Linked DNA regions of Danio rerio: region 1 is linked to region 2. A link is a contact called in public Hi-C data. All regions are on one chromosome and are shown on one strand. Each heading gives the region's core, a stretch centred on a gene start, on an enhancer-like site or on the middle of the called end of the contact. The rest is flanking DNA. Distances are from core to core; before and after follow the strand shown.

Region 1 (4,514 bases), core at 558-3,057, 97 kb after region 2:
GTTGGCGGTTCATTCCGCTGTGACGACCACAGATGAATAAAGGAACTAAGCCGCAAAGAAAATTAATGAAATGGTATCTCAGAAAACTTTATTTAAACATTAAATCATTTTAAAAAGTTGTATTATTTAAATATTTTTGATAATAAAATAATGTACAGTAATATAATAAAAGTATAGTAAAGCTCAATGAGATACCATTTATTTTATATATATTACATTTTGTGTTTTATCTTTATTTAGATTAGGGGAGAGTGGAGACAGTTGCAACACTCCTTGCATTTCCTCCAGTTAATCAGATTTTTCTGGAATCTCAAAAATTTAATATAATAAACCCACATCTCTTGGACACCCACTCCCATTGCTATAATATGTGTACATATGATAATATATGCAGAATTTAAACTTAAACAGACAAAGTCAAACATTGCAACTGACCCCGAGCAGTAGGACAGTTGCAACAACCCACAGGGACAGTTGCAACACTCATTGAAATGTAATAATTCTTTTTTAAAACATCAGGTTGAATTTTTTATTTACTAAATGTAAATGATTTAAAACGTCAAATTGGCCATATAAACACAGATTATTAAAATAACATGCAACAACCAATTATCAGGCATAGAAACACTCAAACTCTACACTGAACCTTTACTAGACTACTTCTTTGAACTTTGAAATGCGTTAGTTAATCAAGGAAATCATTTTTTTAAATTAAATTACATTAAAACTGTGATAAAATATAATATGTACATTGTTATGGCAAACTTTAAAAATTTATTTTGTAATTGAGGACCCAATTGTCAACCCTGATTAAACTGTCTATGCTGAGATACAATAGCTTTAATGCTTGATAGCTATTCCTATTTAAAGCTAAGAAAACAGTGACTTAAATTACACAAATGAATAATGTTTCAAAAAAAACAGTTTAGACAGTTTAAGAAATTTTCTGAACATATATATATATATATATATATATATATATATATATATATATATATATATATATATATATATATATTTTTTTTTTTTTTTTTTTTTTTTTTTTACCTAAAATTAGTTTTATACTAAAGGAATGGTCACATTAAGCTGATTTCAGGAGGGTCTGAGGATTGAAGAATATGTAGTAGTTATGAACATCATCACTAGCTCATTCCTGAATGGAGGAATAAGTCTTGTTGCAACTGCCCCCACTCTCCACTACTATATGCTGTAGCTATATATTGAATGTGTTTTTTTTTTTTTAATCCTTACTTATATGTACAAAACTGATGTTTTGTGGCACTAATTTTAAACACAGTAAGCCTTTTTGTCCTATTCAATTCGTTAATGTTTTAAATTGTTATGGACACTGAGTAAGCTGATAAGTTCCTGTCAAACGCAAATGTAAACAGTGTGAAAGACGTACTCAGAGCGTCAGCTGCCTGACTGAGGGTTTTTTCCAGTCGGTGTCGACTTCGTCCCGCTACAGCCCACTGTAAAGTCCCGCCTGGACCCTCTTCAATGATCCGCGCGACCTCCTCCACCACGAACTGTCCGGTGAAGCCGCTCGCCCCGAAAACTATGAGGTGATACGGTCTCTTGCTGGACGTTTTGAGCGCCGCCATTGTGTCTGAGATCCGAGTGACGTGACGAGGTTGGGACGATCACTTCTGCTGCACCTCCAGGGTCAGTCACTGCAGTATCAGTGCAGAAATACTGCTGAAGACAGTTTTTGATCAGATTGTGTTTCTGATAAACTGCAGATCGGCCATCAACCGTTTGTGGTGCAAAATCCAGGAACTGACACACGTTGAAGTAGAGCGACATCTTGCGCTGGAAAGACGATATTACAGATAATGATGCAAGCAGGTGGATACTCAGATATTGTGACCACATATTTTAACAATGTAACATATTTTATACATAAAAGTACGGAAAAAAATATTTAAATTCACCTGACCAAACAATAAACGCCGGTTGAATGTCAATTAATAAAATAGCTTCCTTTTATTAAATTAAATCAGTAAAATGCTGTCAACTTAAAAGTTAGACTGAATGTTTCTATTTATTTACATTTATTTTAAAATATTAATATTATTATTTTTAATACAAGTTACTTCATATGCATTCATCTGATTTAACCACAACAGCACTAACCTTCCCACATAAAAAACACTATAGTAATTTGTAGAAAACAGTTTGGTTTTTGTAATGTTTGTGCTTTATTGAACCATATTATTGTAAAGTACTTGAACTAAATGTTGTGGTAATTCTATAATTGCTATGATAATATAATAAAATCTAATATAACATAAATATAATACAATATAGGTAATAGACAAATTACATAATAATGTACAGTAAGTTTTGTACAATTATATATATCAATATATATATATATATATATATATATATATATATATATATATATATATATATATATATATATATATATATATATATTTATATATATATATATATATATATATATATATATATATATATATATATATATATATATATATATATATATATATATATATATAGCTGAAGTCAGAATTATTAGCCCCCCTGTTTATTTTTTCCCCAATTTCTGTTTAATGGAGAGCAGATTTTTTTTATACATTTTATCATAATAGTTTTAATAACTCATTTCTTATAACTGATTTATTTTATCTTTCCCATGATGACAGTAAATAACATTTTACTAGATATGTTTCAAGACACTTCTATACAGCTTAAAGTGACTTTTAAAGGCTTAACTAGGTTAAATAGGTAAACAAGGCAGGTTAGGGTAATTAGGCAAGTTATTGTATAATGATGGTTTGTTCTGTAGACAGTCGATAAAAAATACTATATAAAATGAATCAGAAAAAAATTAAAACTGCTTTTATTCTAGCCGAAATAATACAAGACTTTCTCCAGAAGAAAAAATATTAGCAGACATAATGTGAAAATTTCCTTGCTCTGTTAAACATCATTTTAAAAAGAAACAAAATTCAAAGGGGGGCTAATAATTCTGACTTCCACTGTATTAGGGTAGCAACATAGATAATATTGCATGTGAAACAGCCACTAAAATACTCACACATTTGTGGAACAGGAGGGACTATTTTATTTTAATAGTCTGTGGAGTTCTTTATGGTTGCAAAACTGTGTAGAATTCGCACCTTTTATTGTAGCCTATTGCACATTTCTAACGCTTCAGTTCAAATGCACATCTAAATCGGTTCATTTCTGTTCCTCTTAATATGATTTAGTAGCTACAACAATCCTGGCAATCTTTAAAAGAATTCCCAAAGTAAAATTTTAACTTACTTTGGATTGTTACCTGATAGGACTGATTAAAAAACAATAGATGAAAACCCCAAAATAGCAACAGGAAACATTGAAACTATTTTTTGACCACTTCATATAACCTAATTTTGTTGGCAAACATGCTCTTTTGTAACAAATTTCATTAGGTATAATTTGTACAGTTATTTTAATGTATTTTTGTTGGCCAGTTATCTACAAAATAAACAAAAGGAATAAATAAATATTAGGTGAAGTGACATGCAAATAATACTTTTTGGCCTTGAAGGAATTATGAATTAAATTTAAGTAGGCCTATTATAATATAAAATATAGCATAATTTGATTTATGTTATGACTTATAGTATTCAAATACTACTTGGTATGGCAAGGTAGCTGGTATAGTATCGTAAGATTATTAATGGTATCGCGACAACCCTATATATATATATATATATATATATATATATATATATATATATATATACTAAATTACATCACAGTTTACTGCAAGTATTTTACATGATTTATTACAGTTTATCAGTTAATACTACAGTATGCTGATGCATTTATCTACAAAGAGTTATAGACTAGAATAGATACAATATAATATACTTTACTATAATGTGGTTCTAAAACACTATAACTCATTTACTGTAAATTATTATATAATTTTTTCATGTGGGTTGATTTCGTGAGTGCACAAATAAAATAACTCTAAATTACTTTTAATTATATAATAAACTTTTTCACAAGAGTTCATTCCTTAAAACTGAATTAGTCTGATTTAAAAAAAATATAACAGTCAGCTTTCTGTTCATAATGACACTTCCATATTCAATGTGTTTTTAGACTTTTATGGCATGTTTTTGTGATGATTCACATTTTGGAAAAAACTAATTAAACATTGTGAATTAACTATACACCTATTTCAAGCATTGTTCATTTAGCATTGCGGTAATGGTTGTTAAATGATCAAGAAGGAGCACTGTGTGGCAATTCCATTTCATTTCGGGTCATTTTCCTTTCATACAGAGGAGTGATCGACATTTAAAGGTTGAGCTGCAGAATAAACCTACTTTCTAAATATATTTGAAGAGTTTATTTGCAAAAAAAAAAAAAAAATACATTTGTTTTGTAATTTTTCAATATCATGTTGTTTTTGTTGTGCATTGAAGAGTAAGATATTGATTATTTAGGAAAACCACTAATTATGAGTTTTATTTTGTTACTTTCAGAAA
Region 2 (5,068 bases), core at 1,665-4,164:
CTTAATATTATTTGTAAAGGAAACACTGGTCCTATATGTGCCGTGTATATATATCTCAAATCAAGAGTGCATATTTTTATTAAAAACTAATATTGGCAGTTTTTTCTTAAATGTGTGTGCGTGTAAAACAATATAATTTGCACAAAAAATGATAGTTTTTTTCTTTAAAGAAACTCCGTTTAGAGCATCATTATGGACGTTTTACGTTATAACTATCATGGTTCAAATGACAGATCTGTGACAGAGAAACCATGGTTTTAGGAAACACTCGTCACTACATCGTTCTTTTCCCAAACAATGTATCGTACTATTATAGTTCAGCCACGAGTTATGTTGTTGTTGTTTGGGAAACGCACCCCTGGATTGGACTGATTAATTAGTAAAGCATCTCTTTAAATGTAAACAATCACGGTTTGCATTAAAACGTGCAGCAAGAGCTGACCATGCATACTTTTGTGAGTATCTGTTGAAATACATTGATTGTCTTGTTTTACACAGCGGATGCCTTTACTGATCCAACCCAGCACTGACAGTATGCTAACTCTTAAATCCCCGTGCTGGGAAACACCCACACATGCTCATACACTACAGCCAATTTAGTTTATTCAAGTCACCTACACTCCATGTCTTTGGATTGGAAACTCACACAACTACTGAGTAACTATATATTTTATATATAGTAGGCAAAATCTACAAATCTACATATTTTTCTCAGAGTTTTTGGTAGATGTTAATTATTTAATTGCACAATCGTAAAATGTAGTATTCAAAACACTTATATAAAACATTTTTAGAATTATATGTAATCAAATCTATTTTTACACAAACATGTTTTCACACACTGTTAATTAAAAAATGTGATGTGGTTGCAGGTTTGCTTTCAGTGGATTATTATGTCTTTTTTTCTGTGCTACTGTGCTTCTGTTGCAGAACTGGCAAAACCATCTGACCACCAGAGATTTGATGGACAGGATGGCAAGGAGGAGGCAACGTTTCAGTTTTGAGGTGGACTTTGATGACTTTAAGATGCCTTTCAATAAAAACATTCAGAAGAAATCTATGGAGTTTGAGCTCACTGACTAACAGGTGAGCTCTATGTCTTTTCTAAAACTGAAAAAGTGTAGAAATATTGATGAGTGCAAAAGCAAAAACTATTATTTTAAGGGATTTGCACAGACTCCATAGAAGAGAGGTATTACATTGTAGCTTGTGCTTTTACCCAAGTCTCTTTAAGACAAGTCATTTCTTTGAAACACATTGCCATCTTCAAAACGCCTCTTGGGCAGTATGCTCGGGCATTCTGTCTGAATGGGGAAACATCAAATTCTCTAAAACTGTTTGCCAAGCTTACAATTACAATACATATTTGGAATCACTAATAAAGTTAAACAACAACCGTCTCATAAGATTAGTTTTTAAAAGACCAAATCAAACAAAATCGCCATATTTTCAGGTTGCCAACGTTAATGCGCACTCGAAAGTAACAAGATCACGACACCAACCTCACTTATGGCTGTTCTACACATTATCATCCTCTGGATAATGCTTTGTCAGATCGCGCTGCTCTTCTGAAGTAAATCACAACTTTCTCGAGTCTCTTGCAGAAATAAAAGTGACTCTTTGTTTACAAGTTTGTGGGCATTTGAGTAATTGCTGTCATGTGACGTGCATTTACAGACAGGAGGGACTGTACCTCACGTTTGTTTCATACAAATTACACAAACAGAAAACTTTTGTTTTCAAGTGTACTTGGTTAATTTAAAAGTAAAGCTTTATTCAGATATATTTCTTATGTCTGTGAAGCATGTATTCGCTGAAATTCCAGTGGATTTGTTGACCACCAAACTGTCGTAAAAACACACGTCTGGTCCAAACTTCTCCCTCTGATAAACATCAGTCTATAGCGATCGATGATTGGCTCCTGTACTAGTAGGCGGGAATTCATTCACCATATTTGCCACTTTTCCCCATTCAAAACTATACGAGTGACACATCTTGTGTATTCTATAGTCTTTGCTTTTACTATACATTAACAACATGACAGACAATAAGATATACAGTGTGTCTTAAAGGGTAAGTTCACTCAAATGAAATTGTGATGAACTACTAAACCTAGTGTCATTCTAGACTCCTGAGAATGTCATTATTTTAGTGTTATTGATGTTTATGTATTGATATCTATCCTTGATAGTATTCTGATTGAAACTCTGAAGGCATATAATATGTTTTTTCGTATTTTTTGAACTTTAAACGAGTTGGAAAGCTTGCCGTTTTTAGAGGATGAGGGAGCTCTCAGATTTCACAATATTAATTTGTGTTTGTAAGGGAGTTTTGGAACAACATGAGGACAATCAATAGCAGAATTTTCATTTTGGAGTGAACTGAGCCTTTAATACACACACTAATTGGTGGAATATCTGCAGGTTGTCACTGTATGTCACATACACTATCAATTGTGTTGCTTCACTTGCCATTCACAAATCCTCTCTCGTTGCCTACTTTAAATTTGTACATACTACTCAACTCACATACTGTTGATTGCCTTTTAAGTGGTATAAAAGTAGGCATGTTTAGATGCAGGAAGAAAACAGGGACCTTTTCCATTTTATCACCAGGCCCTGGCTATCTTCCAACCTTCCTTACCATAATAAAATCATATTTAGCATTGGGCATCTGTAGTTTTGGTACTTATATACTGTTTGTTTGATGCTGTAGTGACTTAGGGATTATAGCGCACGTCTCACGGCTGTTTCTCTGTCGTCTCAGAGAGGGAGGTACGGTAAGTAAGATTGATTATGCGTTTAGGAGAGGCATGAGATGAGAGCTGCTGCCTACGTGCTGGCATGCAGTTAGTCTCCTCCATGTCTCAGCGTCTGTCGGCTGTGCTGAGTACAGGCCTTTCACCACAGGCAGCGTTGCGCAAAACCCCTCATGTTGTTTATCTCAGAAAACCAAGCTAGCTTTAACTAAAATGGATACAGTAACTACTGATTAGCCAGGTCTGACTTAGTTGTAGTGGAAATGAGTACATTAAAACTGTCTGCTAATGTAAGCCATTTGTATTTTCTCTACTAAGACAGCAATGGCCTTGGAGTAGATTCTAGATTCTTTCTGGTATAAGTAAATGCGCCACTCTTGTATTTTTTTTATCTCGCTGTTGATCTGTTTGGCCAACAGATGGCGCCATAGTGTTTACATTTACAGCGTGTTTTGGATGGTTGTTCTAAGCTCCTTTGGGACTCTTGTGTTACAGCCTCAGCACAGTGCTGCAAAATGGCAGCCAAGACAATTGTGATTGTTTAGAGTTGCATTTTGATCTTTAATTTAGATCACATGTAGTTGAAGTTTTAGTCAGCATATGCATTTATGGATTTTATGCTTTTTGAATCATAGCTGCTGTCTTTCTGATGCATTTTTTTGCTCAAAAATCAATAGTGAAATACCACAATTTAGCAAAAAGCATTCGCACAGCGTTAAAGAAATAAATCTGAGTGCCAAATCAACGTAGAAACACATTTACTGTAACCGCAGCGTCAGTAAATGTCAACACTGGCATCTGAAAAACAGAGATAAGGTGTTTTGTATTTGTACGACGTGGATCTGATTAAAAGCGCCCATGTCTGCTGATACCAGCGTTTACCACAGAATTAGATCGTTAGATTGCTTTGCCTTCAAGCTCTGTTGAGTATGGTTACATAACAAAATAAATGGTCAAAACCAACACTTATAAATCAAGGCTATTGAAATTACTGGCTTTCCACACATCCATCAGATTATGGAGAATTTGTGTCAATTATCAGATACTGTAACTAGCAACGGAGCGATATATATGGATTTTGGTGTTTGCATGTGTGTCTGAATCCAATTTTTGACTATGTTTGATACGGAGGCTGAGGAAGAGAAGATAAAACAACAAAAGAGCAAATGTGAGAGTGGCAGAGAGAGAGAGGGAAATAGGGGTGGCTCAGAGTGCGTCAGAGAGAGAAGGACAGGGCGAATGAAAGTGATAGTGTGAGTGTGAACCCGTTGGTGACATTCTTCACTGTAGATGTGGGAAACACAGAGTAGTGTGGGGTGAGTCAGGGATGGAAATGGTGTGAATATTTAATAAAATCAATGCTCTTGGCTTCAGTACAAACAAGATCTTTTAAGAGGAAAGAGTACACAGATACACATTGTTTTTACATGGGCGTATGTTTGCACATTAATGCGTGCATGTCAATTAATCTCAACTGACATTGTTTTTTATCTTTATACTCAAGAACATTGCTGTGTTTAACAGGATTTTAGAAAAAAAAAAAAAAAAATATATATATATATATATATATATATATATATATATATATGTATATATATATATATATATATATATATATATATTACAGATTTCTTAAACACTAGCTGACAAAGGTCTTGGCCTCTAGATTAAGCTTAGTTTACCTAAATAAAATATCATCATGCCTTGATTATTAATTATTTAATTAGTACTGTAAGGTCTGACTTTGCTTAGAAGTCTTGTCACTTAACAGAAATAATGTACAGTATAGAATATAAAGTCATGGTCCAGTGGAAAAATAATTAATATTGTGTCTGATTCTCATGGAGGACTGCATCCATACATCTCTGCAATGACTCAAATAACTTATTAATAAAGTCATCTGGAATGACAAAGAAGGAGATCAAGATTCTTTAGATTCATCATCAATGCCTCCTCTATCTTACCCCAGACATGCTCAATAATGCTCATGTCTGGCGACTGGGCTGGCCAATCCTGCATCACCTTGACCTTCTTTGCATTCAGGAACTTAATGTGGAGGCTGAAGTATGAGAAGGAGCGCTATCCTGCTGAAGAATTTGCCCTCTCCTATGGATATTATCATAATGGGCAGCACAAAAGTCCTGATACCTCAGACTGTTGAAGTTGCCATCAACTCTACAGATCTCTCACACGCCCCCATACTGAATGTAACCCCAAACCATGATGTTTTTTTCACAAAACTTGACTGATTTCTACGAGAATCTTAGGTCCATGCGGGTTCTTAGGATCTTAGGTCTTTTTGCAGTATTT

What was found. A called contact is a pair of places that touch in the nucleus more often than the background predicts.
Region 1: a contact with region 2 is called in a Hi-C map of an unstated tissue, with 8 times the contacts expected there. The contact joins the promoter of sccpdhb here to the enhancer-like site in region 2. A contact is called at or near these places in 3 of 18 Hi-C or Micro-C datasets (caudal fin, embryo and an unstated tissue).

What each region holds. Positions count from the first base shown.
Region 1 is chr20:38,274,170-38,278,683 of GRCz12tu, forward strand. It overlaps sccpdhb (saccharopine dehydrogenase b), which reads right to left and starts at 1,808. Exons shown (of 12, transcript NM_001005574.1): 1 at 1,406-1,808. The coding sequence starts at 1,604. LOC110438184 (a long non-coding RNA gene) reads left to right here and starts at 1,390. Exons shown (of 2, transcript XR_002456236.2): 1 at 1,390-1,848. It also overlaps a transcript of cnstb not described here.
Region 2 is chr20:38,176,292-38,181,359 of GRCz12tu, forward strand. It overlaps ankef1a (ankyrin repeat and EF-hand domain containing 1a), which reads left to right. Exons shown (of 9, transcript NM_001025543.1): 9 at 931-1,083. The coding sequence ends at 1,083. Among named protein-coding and RNA genes, the nearest start is that of ankef1a, 19 kb to the left of the region's middle. Within about 2 kb of position 2,915, at least 7 of the 62 cell types and tissues checked have an H3K27ac peak or open chromatin away from gene starts, as enhancers often do.